2 separate regions of the Cricetulus griseus genome follow, and region 2 is linked to region 1. Evidence: chromatin contacts called from public Hi-C data. All regions are on one chromosome and are shown on one strand. Each heading gives the region's core, a stretch centred on a gene start, on an enhancer-like site or on the middle of the called end of the contact. The rest is flanking DNA. Distances are from core to core; before and after follow the strand shown. Region 1 overlaps Alox5 (polyunsaturated fatty acid 5-lipoxygenase). Region 2 holds the start of Tmcc1 (transmembrane and coiled-coil domains protein 1).

Region 1 (6,121 bases), core at 2,643-5,142:
CTAAGCAAAGCAACTCATTCCTCTGTCCCAAATGAGTGAACAAGGATTTTGTTTTCTTTAGTTTTGTTTTCTGAGATTGGTTGGTGAGTTAAAAAATAAATAAATAAAAAGGATGCATGAATGGTGACTCTGAAGGCGGTAAAAGTTAAATATCTTCAATGTAGTTAGTGTCTGGCTTTGACTTTGACCATCTCTAAACCTGTTAAGGCCCAATGTTACAAGAAGCATTCCCTCGGTGGTTTATCTGTGTCTAGTGTTCTTTCTCACTTCCTCTAACGCCCTATGATTCTACCGTGAGAGCCTGAAACCACTACACACAGAATCAGGATGTGCCCTGACCAAGCTGGCAGGACATTTGACACTTAGGTGGAGTGTGATGAGAGCCCTGAAGCCCTCTTCCTGTGACTGTCTGGGCAAACCCTTCCTAGGGCCTGTGGATGTTCAAAGTGTTACTCGGGGTCTCTGTGTTAAGTTAGGGTTTCCTTCCTTACTCCTATCTGTGCACTAGTCCACACCTGTTCCATTCCCCAACTCTTTGGTATAAGCCAGTCTCAGATCTCTAAGACAGTTCTGATCAGGTCACAGCAAAAGTGACTGCCACACAACCTTGGCTGGGGTCCTACTATCTCAGCTTATAGTGTGTTGAGCTTATAGTGGGAAAATCAACTGGCGCATATAACCTTTCCTGACAACGTGGCAGCCTTCAGCTCAGGGGACCACTCATCCTTTAATACAGTTTCTTTTTCACCTTTCTCGTGCTAGATGGATGGAGTGGAACCCTGGCTTCCCATTGAGTATCGATGCCAAATGCCACAAGGATTTGCCCCGAGACATCCAGTTCGATAGTGAAAAAGGAGTGGACTTTGTTCTGAACTACTCAAAAGCGTAAGTTCTAGGAACTTCAGGGAGTGGGTGGCCCATCTGGTAGCTGGATATGGGGCATTGTTAGAAATGAGTTTGGGATCACAAGAAAAGAGAGCACCATTCCATCTGTCTGGACAAGGCAACGGCATGATGGAGTGTGGGCTCTGAGGAGCGAACACACACCAGGACAGGAATGCACTTGGTTTTGATTCCAGCTCAGGTGGCTGCTCTGTTTTTCCCTAATGACTGAATCCAACTCACAGTCTTAAATTAACTGGCTAGTCTGAAAATAATTGGCACACGGGAAGTGAAGGAAGTGGTAAGGGCTCACTGTTCCAGGCCATCAAATGCCTGGAATACAGTTGTGGACCTTTGTGTAAATTAAGGTTTCACTGGGGTGTGGAGGATGCAAGCATTTCCATAAAGGTTTTATAAGGTTGTTGGGGAGGGACACAAGAAGATTTTAATTCCTTGTTCTTAACACACGTTTTATCGTGTTTGATAGAAAAAGACTCCTATTTAATCTTTCTTATAATAGGACCTTTGTTCTTTTCCTTTGAGGGCCTTGAGCTGAGCAAACAGTTCAGCTGAACACCATTCCCAATGCATTTCTATATATCTGGGCCAGGGGATAGCTGCTTATTGCACAATTGAAAGATGACCTGTATCTAAGATGACCTGTATCTAAGATGACCTGTATCTAAACAGCCTTGACCCAGCAGTCTCCCAACACTAGCAGCACCGTGCTTTCAGCCCAGGCAGGGGCTGTCCTTACAATGCTCCATCACCACCCCCAATTCATTCCTTCTGTGGCCAGTCTACCTGAAGATGGTGTCCAGACTATTCCCAAGAGGCAGATTCTGTAGTGACAATGACTAGAAAGACAGTGATGGTCCGATCATTTGTCTTAGTGACCTCATGAAATAGGCACATGTATTAGTCAGTGTTCTGTAGCTGTGAGGAGACACCATGACCAAGGAAACTCATAAAGGAAACCATTTCATCAGGGGCTTCTCAGAGGTTCTCATCACAGCGGGGAGTATTGGCACACGTGATGCTGGAGAAGCAGCTGGGAGCTTTGCATCCCGATCCACAGCAGACCTGTTGTGGGACTTTGAAACTTCTGAGCCCATCCCCAGTGACACATTTTCTCCAACAAATGGGGTCATTCGAACTGCCATAGCACATATTGCCCCCTCTTTGCAGCTGAGGAACCTGAGAAATAAGTAAGTTGAAGACCTTGCCTAAGGTCTTATTTGGGAATAAGCAACAGAGACATTGAACTCTGGGTTACAGGTTTTCACTAGAATCACTGCAGGATGATGTGCTACACCAAGGTTAGCAGGGACAGCTTTCATACTATTCTTTGACTCTTAGAGAACTTTTATAATCATACACACTTAGAAAAACCCTAAATTCATGAAGCCCAACAGAGCTTCATACTCCCCTGAGGACTTTTGGCAGGCACTTCCTAGCCCCCACCCAGCACAACCATAGACAAGTCATTGAGAGTGGGACCTGACTGTGCACCCAACAGGTGGCCAGGGCTGAGAGCCACTCAGTCTCCTCAGTCTGGGCGTTTTCTAACTATAGACTCCTTTTAAAACTTGACAGCTATTATCAATCATTTCTAGGTAAGGAAACAGATTCCAGTGGGTGAAGGTCAAATACTTTACCTATACACATTAAGGCAGAAACTAACGGCGGTGGTTTGAATGAGAAATGGCTCTATAGGTTTGGGTATATGAACTCTTGGTACCCAATTGGTGGTCATATTTGACAAGGTTCATTTAGGAGGTGTGGCCTTGCTGGAGGAAGTACATTACTGGAGGTGGGCTTTGAGAGCATCATCCTCTTCCTGCTCACTCTCTTGCCTTGTGCTTGCATTTGACGATATGAGCTCTCAGCTTCTAGCTCTCGGTGCCTGCTGCTGTGTTGTTGCCACCATTATGGACTCTAACCCTATGGATCATGAGCCGGAATAAACTCTCCCCTCTATAACTTGCTTGGTTATGATGTTTATCACATCAACAGAAAATTAACTAGGATGGTAGCAGAGAGTAGGCTGTGGCTGTGAAGAGCCTGACCATGGTTTTGTTGTTGTTGTTGTTGTTGTTATTGTTGTTATTGTTGTTTATTAGCTTCGTTCAGTTGGTGGTGGGTCTTTTTGTTTTGTTTTGTTTTATTGTTTTGGCATATAAAGGACTTTGGAACTTGGGACTAGGAAAGCAGTTGAATGCTGTAAATGGAACTTAACAAGCTATCCTCATAGGAAACTGAAAGACACCACTGGTGAGAGCAACGCAGACTGTAGAGGCCTGGCTCAAACGTTTTCAGAGGGAAGCAAGGACTCTAATAGCAACTGGGCTAGGGGCTGTTCCTGTGATATTTTGACAAAGAATCTGGCTGTTTTCTGCCCGTGTCCTGAGAGTTTACCTAAAGCTAAATTAAAAAATAATGGAATAACGTCTTTGGAAATTTTGAGACTGCATAATGTCAAGTTTGTGTCTATCTATTATTAATAATGCTCATTCAGGCCTATAAAGAAAAAAAGAAAGCAGGGCGGTAAGGAATGCAAGTGTACAAGGTGGAGAGAGAAAAGGGTAGGAAGTGTAACAAGCAAGGCATTGTTAGAGGAGAGGTTACAACTGCTAAGGCGCTGAGCACAGCTAAGGAGAGGACTGCTATGCACTGAAACAAGGGATGGGTGCCTAAAGGGAAAGACCCCACCCAGGTAAGCTTCCAACTTGTGAAAGAAGCCTCCTATGAGAGAAGATCTGCTATGGAGATCTCTGCTCTAGAAAGCAACTGAGTGAAAGTGCTGGTGCTGGTGTGATTCAAGACGGACAGGGTCCATCCCAAGATGGTGGCTGAACTCAGCTGTGTCACCCATGAGGATTCTCCCTCCAGGGAGTTACAAAGCCACTAAGCAAGGCGTTGTGTGGCAAGGGTGTCCCTAGATGAAAACCATGAGGAAGCAGGAGGCTCTGAGAGGCTATTGCATCACTCTGTACAAGTGTGGCCTGGGTTGCAATGGAGATCACAAGATATTGGTGATGTCAGAGCTGAGACATCTGCCAAGGAGAATTCCACACATAGACTGGAACCAGCCCAAGAGAGAGAGATATGCTGCAGTCAGCAAAGCTGGAAGGGCAGAGCCGCTGAAGCCCTTTGACAGCAGGCAGGAGCTACATTGGAGCTTGCTCTTCGGGGTTTCCATCTTTGATCCACGATTTCCTTGCTATGCCCACTTTCCTCTCTTGTGGAATGGTAGTATATATTCTGTGGCACTCTGTATTGGAAGAATGCAGTTTTCTCCTTGGTTTTATAAAGGTCATAATTAAGAGATTGCCTTGAGTCTCAGAAGAGACTTTGGACTTCTCAGTGGTGAGATCTAAAGACTATGAGGACTATGGATTTGGACTAAATGCATTTTGCACTATGATACGGCCACAGATCAATAGGGACCGGGAAGTGGAGTGTGGCTTGAGTGAGAAATGTCCCCCTTAGGTTTGGGGGTGGTAATATTTGATGGTGCTATTTGGGGAGCTTAGGAGGTGCAGCCTCGCCCCATTTCTGGTTTGTGCTCTGCAAAGGGATGGATGAACAATAGCATGAAGAGGCAGCACTCCAGGCTCTTCCGGAGACCACTGGCCTGGGCTCTTACACAGCTGAGGCACAGTAGGAAGAGCGTCGGACACAGGCTAATGTCTGTCCTGGTCCTACAAGGCCAGCACCTGCTCTCTGGGAACTGTCTGGGCTAGCAGGAGGCTCCTGAGTATGGAGTGAAGACACTCTGCAGAGTGTCGGCGTAGTGTGCAGGCAAGGTGACCTGTCCCCCGGTTTACAGGATGGAGAACCTGTTCATCAATCGCTTCATGCACATGTTTCAGTCTTCCTGGAACGACTTTGCTGATTTTGAGAAAATCTTCGTCAAGATCAGCAACACTATTTCTGGTAAGAAGGCTCCTGGGTTTGGGGCGTGGGGGGGTTACTTTTCTGCCCCAGACTGGCTGACATCCAACTCAAGCACCCTCAACGTCTCACCAGAAGTCTCAATGCTATCGGGACTTTCTGTTTACACAAATACATCATTTGTGGCTCTTCTACACAGAGCCAAGGCAGGACTGGGCTATTTCTTTTTAAGTATTTACATTAAAGTAGCATTGGAGGGTGACTTAAGAGCCCAGTGGTTAAGAGCTAATTCTGCTCTCGAAAAGGTGCAGTTCCCAGCATCCACACTGGGTGGCTCACAACCACAATAACTCCAGGTTCAGGGGGATCCAAAGTCTCTGCTGATCTCTGTAGACACTTGCACTCAACACACACACACACACACACACACACACACACACACACACGCACGCACGCACGAACACGCACACACAGATAGTAAATAATAATAGTAAAATTAAAATTTAAAAACAACATTGGGGTCCTTAGGACCAGGATTTGTTTGCTTAGAGCCCTGATACTGTGCTAGACAGTTATGGATGGAGAGTTGTGAGAGCCATCATTCTTTAAGGACTCAAGAATGGTTGGATAAAGCTGCTGACCTCAGCATAGGGGACCAGTTCGCTCCCTTCTCATGCCATGCTGAACGACTGTAGATCTTGAGAAGAATGGATGCCTGGGAGTCTTGCTGGTCACTAAGGCACAGCTCAAGGAAGACTAGGGGTATAGTGACCATTGATGAGCAGGCACACAGCAAGTGGGAATGGCAAGTGAGAGGAGCCTGAGTGTCTTGAAAGGGAGTCCCTGCAAAGACTTGTCCGTAGGCAGAGCCATGGGGGCTTGCCCAGATGTCCTATCTAGGGGGCGTGCCCTCCTGTTCTCCCCACAGAGCGAGTCAAGAACCACTGGCAAGAGGACCTTATGTTCGGTTACCAGTTCCTGAATGGCTGCAACCCGGTACTCATCAAGCGCTGCACGGAGTTGCCCCAGAAGCTCCCAGTGACCACAGAGATGGTGGAGTGCAGCCTAGAGCGGAATCTCAGTTTAGAACAGGAAGTACAGGTAGGATTGCTGGCTGGAGACAGTCCTTCCACAGAAGCCACTTCCTGATGCCAATGCTTGCTAATCCCCAGACCGCTGTTTTTTCTGTTTGACTGACGATACAAAATCAGAAGTTTTTTTGTTTGTTTGTTTTTTGTTTTTTTTTTCTTTTTCCTGGCAGCAGCACCCATGAGGGTCTTGGGCACTGCACAGTCACAGAAGGGGCTGTATCTACACCAGCCTGACAGCTACAAACCTAGTG
Region 2 (6,121 bases), core at 1,963-4,462, 250 kb after region 1:
AAAACCTCGGCTTGTTACTAGCTGATTCTTACACTTAAATTAACTCATATTCCTTATTACGTTCTGCCACATGGTGTTACCTTGCCTCAGTAGGGCGTGACCTTCTTGCTCTCTCTGTGTTGGGCTGGCAACTCTTCCAACTCTGCCCTTCCTCCCAAAATTCTGTGTGTCAGGCTGTATTGCCCAATCTCTTCCTACCCAGCTATCGGCCCATTAGTTTTTTATTGACAATGAGAGTAATGCCCATTTACAGTGTACAAAGATTGTTCCACAGCACCATGGTCATGGTGTCACTTCATAGCAATAAAAACCCAAGACAAAGGTGTAAGTTGTATGAAGAAATGGCTTCTATACCTTGTCTCTAGAAGCCTGTATCTATTTCCTAAGAATTGTTAATTGTGGAAGAGAACACTAAGTCTGGGTCTAATGCCTAGTGTACAATAGTTCTGAATCACGTGCAAGAACCAGATGAAGATACACAGCTGCTTAAGCTGGTCCCAGGGTTTTAGTTACAATGGGAGACACTGGGTCACTTTTGGCATCTCAATAGGCAAAGAAGTTCTGTAGAGGATGCAATGACTAATCCTTATTATTTAGGGGAACACAAAGTTGCTATGACATAGTAGAGACATATGTCTGAGTTAACTTTGTACTGTAGTATTAATGCTTTCATCTTACAGGTATTAAAGGTGGAGGGAGAACATGATCCAAGAACTCTGCACCCTCTTCTGGGGAGAGCATGGCTGTGTTTTCATTGTATTATGTTAAGTGGAAGCATGATTTAGTGTGGTGGTTTAAATGAGAACGGCCCCCATAGGTTCATATGTTTGAATGCTTAGTCATCAGGGAGTGACACTACCTGGGAAGAATAGGAGTAGTTGTGGCCTTGTTGGAGAAGTGTGTCCCTGGGGGTGGGCTTTGAAGCTTCAAGTGTCCAAGCCAGGGCCAGAGGCTCTCTCTTCCTGTGAACTGTGGATCAGGATGTAGAACTCTCAGCTATTTCTCTAGCACCATGTCTGTCTGCGTAGTACCATGCTCCCTGCCTTGACTAAATGGACTAAACCTCTGAAACACTAAGCAAGCCTCAATTAAATGCCTTCTTTTATAAGAATTACCTTGGCCAAGGTGTCTCTTCACAGCAATAGAACACTGACACTTGGCTTTTTCTTTATCTGGGTTTCTTCATTAAGTACTGCTGATGAGCTGAGTAAGAGCTGACAAGTGGATCACCAGTCTTTAACTTTAGCCACGCCAATGACATTGTGTATCTTGTGGTTTGAATTTGCAATTCCCTAGATGACTAATGTTATCTTTTTGTCATTAAATGGCCATTTTTTACATCTTGTGAAATACTTACCAAAGCCTTTTGCTTACTGATTTATTGGGTTGTTTGTCTTACTGTTTAGGGCAAAGGAGGTACCTGTAGTTTAGCTCTTACTTTAGCACATGTAAGGCACTGAGGGAGAGAAAAAGCAGTTGTTACATATCCTGGACACCAGACTTTCTTTGGATATATTCTACTTCAGCGTTCATTTCTAATCAATAACTTGCCTTTCTTTTCTTTCTTTTGTTTTTTGTTTTTCAAGACAAGGTCTCTCTATGTAGCCCTGACTATCCTGAAATGCACTCTGTTGACCAGGTTTGCCTTGAACTCACAGAGATCCATCTGCCTCTGCCTCCCGAGTGCTGGGATCAAAGGTGTGCACCTACATGGCACAGCATGCCTTTTTAATTTCTTAATAGTGTTTACAAACTACAAACATTTTGATAAAATTTATCAAATAATGTGAATTATAGTTCATGCCTTTAAAGTAAGCGCCTTTGCCTTTCTCAGGGATACAAATAGTTTTCTAAATTTTCTTCTTTCTTTTCAGTGTTACCTGTTTTATTTAGGTTTATCACACATTTTTTTAAAAAATTAACTTATTCTTTTACAATTTCATACATTTGTTCTTCATTGTCGAATTACTTTTCTTAGTGGCTTCATTCACAGTCCCTTTAAGCTCACCACTCAAACCTGAGTCAATCCTGCCACCTCCTTCCCTGTCAGTCTCCAATCCATCAACACTTATCCATTTTACCCCCCAAACGTTTTTCTCTCTGACCACTCCTCTATCTTGCCTTAACCATCTTGCCAATAGCTTCCTGACTGGCCTCCTTGCCCCACCTCACCCCCCAGGCCACTTTTCACATCCCTGCACAATCGTTTAAAATCAGACAAAATGACCAAGTTACTAGCTTTGCAACCACTGCTGAAGGAAGCTTGGCCTCCTGAAAGTCAGAAACCCCCAAACTGTCCCTATGCTTGCTTACCTACCTCTTTTCACAGGCAGTCTAAGTCACAACTGCACCCCAACCAGAGGTCTCCCAGCTCCCCTTCTCGCCAAGCTATACCTTCAACCACTGCACTCTTTCCAATTCCAGGACTGGACAGTACTCTATCATCCCCCGCTAAATTTCGCCCATTATGTCTCCACCAGCTCTCAAACTTGGAGGCCAAGGACTCCGTTTATTCCCACTTTGCATTCCCAGCTCCTCCAACACGGAAGAAGCTTCCACATCTGGGTGATGGACGTAAAACTAAGCCAGAGCATCCGGTATAATTAAAGGGATCAGTTTCATCAGTAGTGATAGCTGACGAAAAGGCAGCCCGCTAGGTGGAAGGCTCTGGGAGTCAAAGAGAACATTTGTGCGACTACGGACGTGGGACCCAGAAATTAGCCTTTGTCTGCACCAATCAGGGGCTGAGGATACAAAGCGCTCAGCGGCCGAAGAGCCGAGCAACTGAGGAGCCCAAGGGCCGAGGGGTTGAGCGGCTAAGGATAAAATGAGCCAAGGCTACAACAAGCGGAAGGGCCGAAGAGCGGAGACGTGGAAGCGCTCGGGTTTCCCAACTCCAGGAAGCGAAAGGGAGAACTCACCTGGAAGCGGCCGCGCCACCTGCAGAGCCTCAGCCTATTTGGCGAGCGCCCGCGTGGGTGGGCGGGCCTGAAGCGTGGCCACACCTTCTGGGCCCGGTCACGCCCCCTACGGCGTGCGCGTCCCCGCCCGGCGCCGCCTCGCGCATGCGCCGTCAGCGGGAGACGGAGGTTGTGGGCGGCGGTGGCCACCGGGCGCGCGCTCTGGCTCTCGCCGTCGTTCCCTCTCGCTGGGTTCGCGTTCGCGCGCCGGGGCCGTGGCAGCAGCGGCAGCGGCAGCGGCGGTGGTAGCCGCGGCTGAAGCGTCGCGGGGGGCGGGTCGGGAGGGGGGTGGTCGGGCGGGGATGGACCCGGCGCGGCGGCCGCAGCGGCAGGAGCCGGCTCTGGAGTCCGAGCGCGGCGCTGGCGGAGACGCCGGCTGTCCGTCGTCTCCTCACCGGTGAGTGACTGGCCCAGGCCGTGGGTGGGGACGGGCGGTCTCCCCAGCGCAGCCCGTCGCGGCAGCGGGGCCTCCTCGCGGCCTGGAGCGGCTTGGACCTTTTGCCGCTCCCGTGGCGCCGAAGCCCCGGGCCTCCAGCTGGACCCCGCATCGCCAGGCCTCCTGAGGTCTGTCACTGGGACACCTTCTTCCCCCACCCCCCACCCCGTTCCCGGCACTCTCCCCGGCTCCCCTTGTGGCTGAGCTGAGCGAGGGGCGTGTGAGGACTCACGCACAAGACCCTAGGCCTCCCAGCCAGCCGAGGTCTTCGAGCCCTCGCTCGACCGGCCCTGCGGTCCCCAGAAGTTGGCCACCGAGAGTCAGCCCTTGCCACCAGAAACCAGTCGTGCACCTTTTGTTTTGATTCTGAACTTGTGGTTTAACTTGGAGGAGGAAGCCCGCTGTCCTGGGGAGAATCAGTGAGATGGGAGTCTAGGTGGGCCGGGCTTGGCCCTAGGGCGCCCTTTATTAACCCTTTTTGTGGAGAGTAGTGGGCCGCAGCGAGCTGCGCTTCGCCACAAAGCCAGAGGTTTCAGCCTCAGCCATAGTGTGGATGGTGTTGGTCCAGTGTCTGTCCGGACCCATCCCTAGTCAGCGTTGGTGGAGATCACCGTGGTGGATCTGCTGCGGGGGTTTCTGGAGGTAGCCCATTTGAGGTGTTGGCGAATATTTTGGCTTTGGTGACACGCTTTATCTTCGTCTGGGTATATTGTAGCTCATATCCTAACTTAGGTTTAACCGAGAAAAAAGACGACCGTGTACCCCATCTAAAATGGTTGTTGTAAGTCTGATACAGTTGTCAAAAAGTCCATGTGCCACGAGTGTCCCTGTGAAAGGCTGGAATTCCTACATTGACTTTTATTTAAAAAAGAAAAATAACGAAACTCCCAAGATTGGAAAGCAGGTGGGCGCTTTAAAATATAGTATACATTTAATTTGTTTTTCTGTCCAGTATCTTAAACTGTAGAAGTTAAACTAAATCCCTTGTCTTTTTGAAGTATGTAGAATGTGTGTATAGAAACTGTCACAAAGCCTGAAGGAAAAGAACCTTAATGGAAATGTTAGTGACATCAAATTTCTCCAGGAGTTGGGGGTCTATCCTCCACCTTCATTTGCAGATTAGAAGATTGAGGCTGAAATTGTGAGTGGGTGATAGTTTTACAGTGTCGTGTAACAGAGATGCTTATAGGTGGGCTTTTAACTCAACAATCCCTTGTCCTCCACCAACAGAGTTGGTTGGTGTTTTTTTGAATTCACACACCCACTCGCTGGCTAGTAGAGAAAGATTATAAAGCTGCTTCTGGTTTGTGGGTGGTAACCTTTTAATTTCTAGAGAATTTTCAGCTGCTTACAGACTACATAGCTGATGAGCCCCATAGGAAAATTCTCAATATTAAAAATTCATTAGCACGTGAGCTAGATCTCTTGTTATTATGGTGTCAGTGCTGTGTCCTTTGTATAGGAAATGAGATTTCTTAGAGTATTTGCATCTTAGATAAACAGAAGCACAAACAGCTGTCAGTGCTATGTCAGTTTGCAATAGTAGAGTCTTTCATGAGCATAAAAACCCTGGAGTTCCAGCATCCTGCTCTAGTTGCTGAACACCAGTACTTTTAGCTGTTTGGTTCATCTCTGCTAGAGATTTTGATAGGAGAAAGCTTAAACTCTGTGCCATTATGGACCATTCACTCATTTATTCACCAGATATTTACTGAGCCCTTACTGTGGCCCAGAATTCTTTCTAGGTTGTAGTAAGAAACAAAGCACACAAGGCTTCTGCTGCAGTAAGCTGTATTGTGTGTGGTGTGTGGAGCTGAGGAATAGACAACAAATAAACAGACAGGACCATTTCAGGTAATACAAGACAAGCAGTAAGCTTTGCTTTGTTGTTGTTTTTGTGAAGAAATAACTGCTTCAGGCTCTGAAGCATGCAGCCTCTGTTGTAGCCAGGCAGCTGTTACTTCAGTATGTGCCGCAACAGACAGTAAATAAACTTGAATGTCTATTTTCCAGTTAAACTTGGACACTGAAATTTTCATTTCATTTCATTCATTTTTCACATGTCATGCAGTGTCATTCTTCCCTCCCTCAACTACTTAAATACGGAAAAACTAATCTTAGTTCACAAGCCATAAGTACTGAGGCAAACTGTAACTGGATCTGTATAGAAAAAGTTTGCTGATTCCTAATAGGGTCTGTGATTAAAAAAAAAAATAATAAAGCTGATGTGACAAATGAGTAACGAGGGCCTAGGTGAAAGTGCTCAGAGAAGCCTTGCTAGGGAGAAGGTACTTGAATTGTGGCCTAGAAGATGGAATAGTTTTCCTGACAAACAGAAGTGTGAAGATCTGCAGATAGAAATCGCCATGTTCCTTGCATCAAGCTTCCCTATCTTGCCTTTGTGTCTTTTTTTTTTTTTAAATTAATTTATTTCTGCTTTCTGTGAACACCATGGTTCTTTCTTATGAGGCTTAGCAGCAAGTGCCTTTATCCACTGGGCCTTTGTGTCCTTTTTCATCCTGTTGCCTTCAACGAGTTTATTGCTGTCCCCCATCAGATTTTAAAAATCTCTTTGTTATAGAATACTTTTTATTTATTTATTTAGTTAGTTAGTTATTTTGTAGACAGGGTCTCTCTTTGTAGCCCTAGCTGTTCTGGAACTCACTATGTAGATCAGGCTGGCATTGAACTCAGATCCACCTGTTTCTGCCTGTGTACCACCATG

What was found. Hi-C and Micro-C count contacts between places; a contact is called where the count stands out from the background.
Region 2: a Hi-C map of liver shows a contact between it and region 1, with 2.8 times the contacts expected there. The contact joins the promoter of Tmcc1 here to the enhancer-like site in region 1. A contact is called at or near these places in 3 of 8 Hi-C or Micro-C datasets (the CHL-YN cell line, the CHO-K1 cell line and liver).

What each region holds. Positions count from the first base shown.
Region 1 is chr8:28,424,774-28,430,894 of CriGri-PICRH-1.0, forward strand. It overlaps Alox5 (polyunsaturated fatty acid 5-lipoxygenase), which reads left to right. Exons shown (of 13, transcript XM_035448983.1): 4 at 763-885; 5 at 4,715-4,821; 6 at 5,708-5,880. Among named protein-coding and RNA genes, the nearest start is that of Alox5, 30 kb to the left of the region's middle. Within about 2 kb of position 3,893, at least 2 of the 6 cell types and tissues checked have open chromatin away from gene starts, as enhancers often do.
Region 2 is chr8:28,674,574-28,680,694 of CriGri-PICRH-1.0, forward strand. It overlaps Tmcc1 (transmembrane and coiled-coil domains protein 1), which reads left to right and starts at 3,213. Exons shown (of 7, transcript XM_027429194.2): 1 at 3,213-3,357. The coding sequence starts at 3,263.